2 separate regions of the Mus musculus genome follow, and region 1 is linked to region 2. Evidence: chromatin contacts called from public Hi-C data. All regions are on one chromosome and are shown on one strand. The core of a region is the stretch at or near the end of the contact, and the rest is flanking DNA. Distances in the headings are between cores, read along the strand shown. Region 1 overlaps Gm35363 (a long non-coding RNA gene). Region 2 has its middle 35 kb from the start of Pde2a.

Region 1 (4,939 bases), core at 2,297-4,796, 110 kb before region 2:
GAAGCAGACAGAGGGAGGTAGGCTCAGTGTTTCTGCACATTCAAACCCAGCAGGGACAGGAACAGTATGGCCCACCTCACCTCTGGAACTCTGGTGGAAATGACATCACTATTCTGCCAACTGTAACTTGACACTTATGTGAGGTGCCAGATATGACAGACTCCTCCATGATTGTCCTTGGACTTCATCACAGCTGCTCCCTCAAGGATCCCGTCTCCCCACTCCAGCCCTCCATGCCCACGATGCTTCTTGCGGGAACCTAGGCCACACAGGCAACCCAAGATGTAGGGAAGTTTGAAATCCCAAGTTCGAGTCTGGGACTGATGACTTGGGAGACAAAGCTTGGCTAGGCGTGGTGGTGGTGGCGGTGCATACGAGGCAGAGGTAGGAGGATCTCTTAGTTTGAGGCCAGCCTGGTCTACAGAGTGAGTTCCAGGACAACTATGGCTACATAGAAAAACCCTGTCCCAGGGGTAGCATTGGAGTGGGAATCCAAACCCTGTCAGTTCCTGGAGGGGAGGCCTTAGGTAGTCCCATGGCCAACCTGCATGTCAGCTGCCTGATCCATATAAGGGAATCACAGACACTAAATGAGACAAACACAGGAGAGTGTTCATCACAGCTTTAAATGCAGGTTGCTTAGTGAGACCCCCCTCCCTCCTTCCTACTCCAAACCTGAGTCTTCTGCTCCACCCTGGCTCCAAACACCTTTGATGGTACCTCTGGAGGCCACAGGGGTCCTGGAAGATGGCTCAAGAGGCCTTGGAGCACTCACATTAGAAACTCACCCTGCCTTTCCTGTCCTTTCTTCCTCTTTCTACAACTCTTAACACCCAGCCCAGCCCAGATTCCAATCCCAGTGCAGGCTCCCAGCAATTTGTGCAACACCAGAACTTGAGCTGAACCAAGACTTGTGAGCAGGTGGAGCCCTCAGGTGCTGTCTATACAGGATCTCTCCCTCTCAAGGCCCTGAATTTCTATCTGACCCTGACGCAGGGATAAGGGGCTGTTGCAGGATGCTAGGCAGCCAGTATTCCCAGGGGTAGACATCCCTCATGTTGAGCTTTGGAGGATGTGAACATCTACCCAATAGGACCAGGACATCCCTAGTCATCTAGACCAGAACCCAGGTGGGATGCTGTTATTCTTTCTGTAGACCTGCTTTGGGCTTCTGTCCAAGCTTCGTCAAGATATAGTAATTTCTCCTGTGGGGTTCTGTCCTTGTAAACCTCTGTAAGGAGGCATATCTTACACGGGAGCAAGCCAGCATCCTTGAGGCTCTTTAGAGTACTGAGCAGACATGCAACCATTTCAGCTGAGCCTGCCTGTCAGGTGATCACTCTCTAAGGACTGAACAAGTGGGTCAACCTCCCTCATTCATTATCTACAAATGTATTCATCTATTCATTCATGTGGACTCACCCAAGCCATCCACTCATTAGCCTCTTTATCCATTCACTGAGTCTTTCTGGTGCTCATTCATTCAGAGTGCACTGATTCACTCACCCGTGAGCTTACTACTTCAATCACTTTGCTGATTTCTCCTTCAAGTGTTATTCATCTGCCTGCCCACCCACTTCCTTCTTCCCTCACTTGGTAAGCATGTATAGGCCTTCTGCAGGCCAGGAATCAGGGATTCTCACTCTCTGAAAAAGCTAAGGCCTCAAACAAGAGCAATTAAGGAACTTGGAAAGGTACCTATTTTTTTGTTGTTGTTGCTTTGGACCTCAGGTGCAGAGGATGGAGCTAATCATATGCTTAGTACACAACATTAGCACGTGGATGATCATCACATGGTCCTATTCTTTTTTTTTTTTTAACATTCATTTATCCATGTTGATCTGTTTGCGGTAGGTGGCGGGCATGTGCTGCGCCACATCTATGGAGGTCAGAGGACAGCTTTCAAAGTGGTTCTCTCCTTCTACCAAGTGGGACCTGGGACTCAAACTCAGGTTATAAGCCAGGGCAGCAAGTATATTTACCTGCTAAACTGCCTGTCATTCTCAAAGCCCTGCTTTTGTTTCCTCCTCCTCCTCCTCCTCCTCCTCCTCCTCCTCCTCCTCCTCTTCCTCTTCCTCTTCCTCTTCCTCTTCTTCTTCTCCTCCTCCTTCAATTTTTGTCTTACTTATATGAGTACACTGTAGCTGTCTTCAGACAAACCAGAAGAGGGCATCAGATCCCATTACAGATTGTGAATCACCATGTGGTTGCTGGGAATTGAACTTAGGACCTCTGGGAGAACAGTCAGTGCTCTTAACCGTTGAGCTATCTCTCCAGCTCTAGGTATTTTCTTTTAATCCCATTCTTCCATACTGTTCTTCCCTCTCCTTCAAGAGCAATCATAGGTCTAATGTATAGCTTTGGTTCATAAGAATTTTTATTAAATGCATTCTGCAATTGTGAATGCTTGGGTTTAAATTTCTGTAATTGAACCATAGAATAAATCTTAATCTCTCTTCTTCTCTCCTCCCCTCCCCCTCCTCCCCTCCTCCCCTCCTCCTCTTCCTCCTCCTCCTCCTCTCTTCCTCCTCCTCCCCTCCTCCTCCTCCTCCCCTCCTCCTCCTCCTCTCTTCCTCCTCCTCCCCTCCTCCTCCTTCTCCTCCTCCTCCTCTTCTTCCTCTCTTTCTCTCTCTCTCTCTCTCTCTGGACTCATGGTGCTAGGTACATGTATATATTATCCTTACCTACTAAATATCACTGGACAGTGCCTTCCCACCAATGCACTCACTATACACCCAGTCAGTATCAGCATCCTTGGTCCAACAGTTAAGAATTAAGTGAACACCCAGAAGTGGCCCTGAAAGTTATAGGGCACACATATACCACTATGCACATGCATGTGTCTCATTTGAATAACAGCTGCCAGGTTGGTGTCTATACAAACATTAGCCCACACTCCTGTGGGCAGTCTCAAATTCTACCTTCCTACTTCCCACCTGCAGGTGACGTCATCATTTGACTGTCTGGTTCCTGCCAGTCTACCAGGTATAAAATGGTTTGTTGTTGCCCTTTCTGTTTCTCTGGTAACCAAGGAGCTGGAGAAGATTTTCTAAATGCTTTTGAGCTGCTTTTTCCATAAATATCTTGTTCCAGGGATTTCTTCTTTTTATTTTTTTTTTCTATTGAGGTTGATGCTTTCTTGCAAGAATTTCTTATGTATCCTAGATATTAGCAACTTGTCAATCTTAAACATTGCAAACAATTTTCCCCAATCCACCAGCTCTTTGTCTGGGACACATGTCACAGATAAGACATCTGAAAGCTACAGTTCCTGTGTAATTGGATTTCCTATGGTTTTGCTTATGGCTTGTCCTCTATGCACACAGAATCACTCTGCATTTTCTTCTGTTTACTTTTTACTAGCTTTTTTTTTTTTTTTCGGATTGATTCTCACACACTCCGGGCTAGACAGGAGCTCACTCTGTAGCCAAGGCTGGCCTTGAATGCCTAGTGTTCCTGTTTCCATTTCCCGAGTGCTGGGATCACAGATGGGCACCGCCTAGCCTGGCTGCCTCCTCTCCAGGTCCATTTTCACCTTTTACCTTTAGCCTAATCCACGCATCCTCCTCCTGTGCGTGTGACGTACATTGGGATCCAGCGTTCTCTTCCTCTGCATCACAGGGGAGTTTCCAGACACCCACACTTTCTCCTAGATGCAGCTTCCACCTTTGTTGGGTAACAACGTGGTGTTCCTAAGTGTCACATGTTCTCCTCTGAGCGCCCTATTCCTCTTCTGTTGGCCCAGAAGCTTTTCTTACATCAATACCATTTTATTTTATTTTTTTTATATATTTTAATTTGTTTTGGTTTTTTGAGACAGGGTTTCTCTGTGTAGCTGTGGCTGTCCTGGAACTCACTTTGTAGACCAGGCTGACCTCGAACTCAGAAATCCACCTGCCTCTGCCTCCCAAGTGCTGGGATTAAAGGCATGCGCCACCAAGCCCAGTTTACATCAGTACCATTTAAGATGACTGCACTCTTTACTTTTGTCTTTCAATTCTGGACTTCACTTTTTTGTTTTTCATCATTTTATGAATATTCATGAATTGTACATAGTAGATTGCATTATGACATTTGCATACACGTATGTGATGTATATCAATCATATTCCGCACTCATTGCTCTCTCTCTCTCTCTCTCTCTCTCTCTCTCTCTCTCTCTCTCTCTCCTCTCTCTCTTAAATAACCAGTGAATTTCAATAGGATTGCCCAGAGGAGCCGGAGGAGGAGCTCTTCACAGGCACATGGGCACCTTACCAGTGGCTGGCTACCCCATGCAGAAAATGTCTCTTCTTTGAGCAACCAGGAACTTCTTATAAATCCTCAGGACAGGGTAGGGCCTGGAAAGCCCCTGCCTTTGTAATGTTACTGGATTCAATCTAGTGCAGGTAACAACAGCGGCTACCGATTCAACAGTGCAATGGCCGAGTTATGCAGAAGTCCACATTCCCCGTCCCCTTGCTGCTTCCTCTGACTGGAATACACTTTCTGCTCCCTCTCCTGCCACGTTCTTTGGGCATCAGAGATGATATAGATGTCCCATTTACTGCTGAGCATCCAACCATCATTTATTCTCGCTGCTTCCACCAGTTATGAGCTTCTGCATTTATGGCTGCCCACTGCAAAACAAAGCTTCTCTGACCAAAGCCGACAGCAGCACTCACCCATGGGCATAAACACTTATCCAGAAGGCAATTTGATGGGCACATCGTGTCCATTTAACAAAACAACAGTGGCTGCTTCCCCACTCGGGCCTATGACCCTCTAAACATATTGGCTATTTCTTTTACAGTGCAGAGCATAAAACCCAGGTTCTATGTGTGGTAGACAAGTACTCTATGGCTAAGTTTCTTCTCCAGTGTGTGTGTGTGTGTGTGTGTGTGTGTGTGTGTGTGTGTGTGTGTATCCTAGTCATCTTCTTTAGCATCTCCAGGCACCCA
Region 2 (4,583 bases), core at 1,817-4,316:
GCCTGCCCTTCCTGTGCCATCTCAGCACACACCCAACCCAGCACCCTTGGGATTCTGGGCCTGGAGCTAATATGCTTTTGGCTTTTCCTCCACACCTTGCGTTTGCCCTACCCCCTCCTCCTGGTCTGGGTTCTTCTCATTTCATCTGCTGAACCCTCCTTTCATGGAGGATAGGCCTTGACTCCCAGCCCAGCCCAAGGGTGCAAGGGAAGAATGCTGATGGAGAAGTCCAGAGAGAGACCAAAGATGGAAAGGAATAGTGCTAATCAGAGCCAAGTTTGGTCCAGGATCATGTTGCAGTGAGTCTAGTAAGGAGTTGGGGCAGGCTGCTGTCCCCTACTCCCTGGGGCAGGCTGATGCTGCAATAAACTGTGCCATCCACTGGGGATGGGGAGTAACTGCCAGGCCATGGACTTCACAAGGGACTGGGACACTCTGCCTGGGGGCAGGGATATAGAGTGGGGGTCTAGCCTGGGTCTTGTTAACAAGCACCCATGGGACAGAGGAAAGATGAATTGGTAGCTCAGAGAGTCATCTCACAGTGCCCGTCCCCCTGTGGCCAGGAAGCTTCCTCCTGTAGGTCTGATGCCCAGAATGATGCCACTGTGAAAGGATGGCATGTACCCTTGGTGCCAGGGACAGGTCTCTGAGCAGGGACCTCATCACACCACCAGGGGCAAAGCCTTTGCTTTGACAAGGACATGGAAAGCCACCACGGTCTCTAGAACAGCTTTAGGGTGGGGCAACTTCTTCATCATTTCAGGAAGATGGCTCTGTCAGTCCAGATGAGGAGACGTGGCTCAGCTTCCTCTGAGGGGCAGGGCTGGTGACCTTAGGAGTGGGTAGTAATCTCCAGTTACCAGTGGGGGGATGAAGCACTGGGACAGATATCAAGTCAGAGGAAAGCCGAAGGCTACTACTGTGTCCTTCAACCCAGAATCCAGTGGCCCTGCTTCCTACCCAGTGCAAGGGGTACAGCTAAGCAGATGTGGCTCAGAGGAAGACTGAGGCAGATGAGGGAGGCCAACCTGGAGTACAGCTGGATCCTTGGGTGCCTCTACTAGACGCTGATATCAGGGAGTATAAGAGGTCAGGGCCAGAAGGTCCGACTCCTCATTACACTGGTGGGCAAACAGGCCAGGGGCATATCCAGGACCAAAGGATATAAAGAGTAGATAGAGCTGGACCACAGATCAGAGACTCCTGGTCATTGTGTCCCAAGTTATTTTCTCCTCTTCATACTCTCTGCCTCTCCTCTGGTAAGGACGGAGGCTCAGCAAAGGAGGCTGTGGATAGAGCTTTAGCACTTGGACCCCCTCCCCACAACAAGAATGCAGCATTTTACTAGGGTGGGTCAGAGCAGAGGCGATCCCTGAGTTCCTCTTCTAAGAAAGGTTTTGCTGTCCTCATCTCCCTCCAACCTGGCACACCAGGACCCCCCTTTCCCGGAGTCCCCCAGCCTCCCACTCAGTCCTGCTTTACCTCTTCTGTGCAACTCCCCACACCTGAGGAGGGAGGGAGGGGGCGTGACTCAGTGGGATAAAGGCAGCTGTTATATTTGAGTGATTACATAAGCCAGGAGGAAGGCAGCTGCAACGTGACTGCACAGAGGCCAGGAGACAAGTCAAGTCTGGGTTGCAAGGCGGGGGTCTCCTCCTGGACTCTGCACACTCTAATCTAGGGCAGAGACAAGTCTTTACAGGACCAGAAAGCAACCATTGTGCACAGGTTGCAAAGTCCTCCCTATGTCTAGGCACTTAAGGAAGGGTCTACCCCACCCCACCCCACCCCACCCCCCAAAACTAGCTCTCAGGTTTCTAGACAACCTAAGGCCAGATTCTGATGAAGCTGTAGAACCTGCCAGGGACTCCTCTTCAGCAAGGAAGACACAAATGAGAAAAGGGTACCTGCCAGGACGGGTTGTCCCAAGCCTATCTGTCCTTGGTAGGCCACTCTCTGGCCACCCTGGGTCTCCCAAGGGTGAAGTGAGAGAACACACGAAGCCTTGGCACAGCAGGTATTCCATATCCTCACTGGCAAGGCAAAGGGCTAGTTGGGGGTTTCACAGGGAGTCCAAACTCACATTGAGCTGACTTCTCTGCCCTGAGTAAACTGACATGGGTGGCCAACTATGAAGTCTGTGGGGCCCTAGGCAAGCCCCTGAGCTCTGTTGGTGTTTGCAGTATCTTTCCTGCAGTGTCCAGGGAGCATCAGAGCCTTCGTTCGAGTCCTGCAGCCCACAGTGCAGTGAGTCAAGGAGGGGTAGGACTAGAACAGGTTGCAGGCAGATGCGGTGACCAGCACTGGGCACCAGCACAAGGCCCACAGCCATCAGGCCCATGGGGTTCCTCCTACGCACCCCCCCAAACCCCGGAGGAGGAAGGCTGTGCCCACCCAGACTGTGTTGCCATGACGCTCACTGGTCTCCATGGTTCCAGGCACACAGCCCTCCCCTCATCAAGAGGAGGGCTGAAGGTGACAGGAGCTGAGGAGATGTGGGTTCCTGGCACCCCCTCCTAGTCTATCTCTCTGCCTGGATCCTTGGGGTTCCTCGACTTGAACCTCCGGGAGACAAAGCAGAGAAGAATGACAGTTTCCACTTCAGAGTCAAAAGAGTGACAAAGAGGGGACTTATGCATAGAAGACAGTCAAGATTGCAGGGGAGTGGCAGAGGGGGGAGGGAGGGCGGAATGGCAAGAGGGAGGGCACACTCAAGTCACCAGGCAGAGTGCCTCCCAGCTGATAAGGAGTGGGAGGTACAGTCCTCAGGCCCAGCTCTTTGGTCTGTGGGTGGGGGTGGGCGGACAGAACAGAGGAGGAGGAGGTGGGGGAGGGGCAGCAGCAGGAGGGAGAACAATTTTCCTAGAGAGCTCTTTGTGTGTGGATGTCCCTCCTCCACGTGCTCTGTGTGTGTGTGTGTGTGTGTGTGTGTGTGATGCACTTGAGTTATGGCAGTGCAAGCTGAGGTGTGCAGGCACGTGTGTGCAGAGCATGAGTGTGTGCCTGTGGCCTGTGTCACTGTGTCTCCAGGGTGATAAATACAGCAGTAGGAGCTGTAACCAGGGCAGAGGAAGTGTGGAAATTTCCACAGGCTGAAAGTAGCATAGAGGAGGGCACATGCCAGGGCCAGTGAGCTCTTCAAGGAGCCATCCCCCTGGTTGGTTAGCTGGGTACAAATCCTCCCCATGTTTTCATAGAACATGGACACTGGGAACAAGAATCCAAAGGCATTCCCTGACAGGAGAGGCAGGGAGATTCTGACCAGCTCTGTGTGGGTGTGGGTGCGCACGTGCATGCATGTGTGTCAGTGAGACAGAAACAGTCACACAGTCTGAGAGTAGGATCTGGGTCATTCAGGTCACTAAGTACTTAAGTAGTAGAAAAGATGCTGTTTTCTGGTAGGGACAAGATCCTAAAGGGCCCATTAGACAGGGATGTAGTCGTGTCTCCTAGGTAGCCAGTAGAGCTAAGACCTGACAGCTAGGGTGTGGAGGGGAGGCCTTAGGGTGTCTGGTGCTGAGGGTGTGAGGCCCTGGGGTTGCATGGGTGTTAAGATCCAGCTACAACAGGTCCTTACTTCAGGCCATCTACATTTGTCTGTCTCTCTTCAGCATCCCCTACCCTCCAGGCTTCAGGACATGAGCCCTTCATGAATCCCTCTGAGCAGCATCCTCTCTCCTCAAGGGTTTCCTCCTCCCCCACACCACTTACTCATCTGCCCCACGTGTGCGGCAAAAGCTCTGCACACAGCAGGTATTCAACAAGTGCTTGGTGAGTGAGGGCTGAACACAGGAAGTAGTCACTAAGTGCTGGCTGAACCTCTCAAGCTCTTCTCCTGTATGTCACAAAGATGTCACTGCGGATATATCTAGGAAGACTAGCAAGGGGCACGGCTGGCACTTCACACTTACCTGCGCCTGCTCATTCAGTGTTCCCAGGAGGCTATCGGGATGCAGCTTAGCTCCAAAGGACAGAGAGCACACAGACGATCAGAGATCTAAGTAACTGTCAAAGCCACGTGGACTATAAAGGATATCTGCCTACCCATCTATGCTTTCCAAAACAGAACTGTGGGCAGGCAGCAATAAGAGCCAGGGGGTAGGAAAGAGGTTCCATGCCCCCTCCAGCCCCAGGGTTAGTACGGAGGTAGCAGGGTCCAGCTTTACCCCCACCTGTCTCACTACAGCCTGTGTACCCAGAGCTCCCTGGAGCCAAGGGTTCCTGGGTCCTCACTGCTGGATATCATGCAGAGTGGGAGGGTTGAAATGAAGGAGCCAGAAGAGAGAAAGGCAGATACCCCAGCCCTCTTCTGCCCCATATCCTACCCTGCCCACTTTTCCCCAACACTCCACCAGCAATGCTCGGTGCCCAGGCTGTGCCCTACTACAGCCTTTTCTCTCAGAGTTCCCTCCCTATTCTCCTCCCCAACATCCAATCCCACCCCCAACCACACTCCTCCAGGAAGTCCTTCCTCCTTCAGGCTCCCACCCCTAACTCTGGGCTCCTCCCATCCCAAGCAACCTAAAGTACCAAGTGCATCCCTCCCTTCTGGCACTGGCTCCAGTATTAGGAATCCTTGAGAC

The links. A called contact is a pair of places that touch in the nucleus more often than the background predicts.
Region 1: a Hi-C map of cortical neurons shows a contact between it and region 2, with 2.1 times the contacts expected there. The contact joins two enhancer-like sites. A contact is called at or near these places in 26 of 39 promoter capture datasets (the 3T3-L1 cell line, the C10 cell line, the HPC-7 cell line and 14 more), 3 of 15 datasets of contacts at CTCF or cohesin (CD8 T cells, hippocampal excitatory neurons and pro-B cells), 34 of 484 Hi-C or Micro-C datasets (B cells, the CH12 cell line, ECoMG myeloid progenitors and 22 more), 12 of 115 datasets of contacts at active chromatin or transcription factors (the 230-238 cell line, PVALB interneurons, the SCID.adh cell line and 9 more) and 4 of 9 other capture datasets (adipose tissue, embryonic stem cells, liver and 1 more).

The regions. Positions count from the first base shown.
Region 1 is chr7:101,519,893-101,524,831 of GRCm38.p6, reverse strand. It overlaps Gm35363 (a long non-coding RNA gene), which reads left to right. Exons shown (of 5, transcript XR_869841.3): 5 at 2,943-4,939. Among named protein-coding and RNA genes, the nearest start is that of Gm35363, 16 kb to the left of the region's middle. Within about 2 kb of position 3,546, at least 4 of the 459 cell types and tissues checked have an H3K27ac peak or open chromatin away from gene starts, as enhancers often do. A contact at or near this core is called in cortical neurons, where this site is marked.
Region 2 is chr7:101,413,539-101,418,121 of GRCm38.p6, reverse strand. No RefSeq gene overlaps it. Among named protein-coding and RNA genes, the nearest start is that of Pde2a, 35 kb to the left of the region's middle. Within about 2 kb of position 3,066, at least 52 of the 459 cell types and tissues checked have an H3K27ac peak or open chromatin away from gene starts, as enhancers often do. A contact at or near this core is called in cortical neurons, where this site is marked.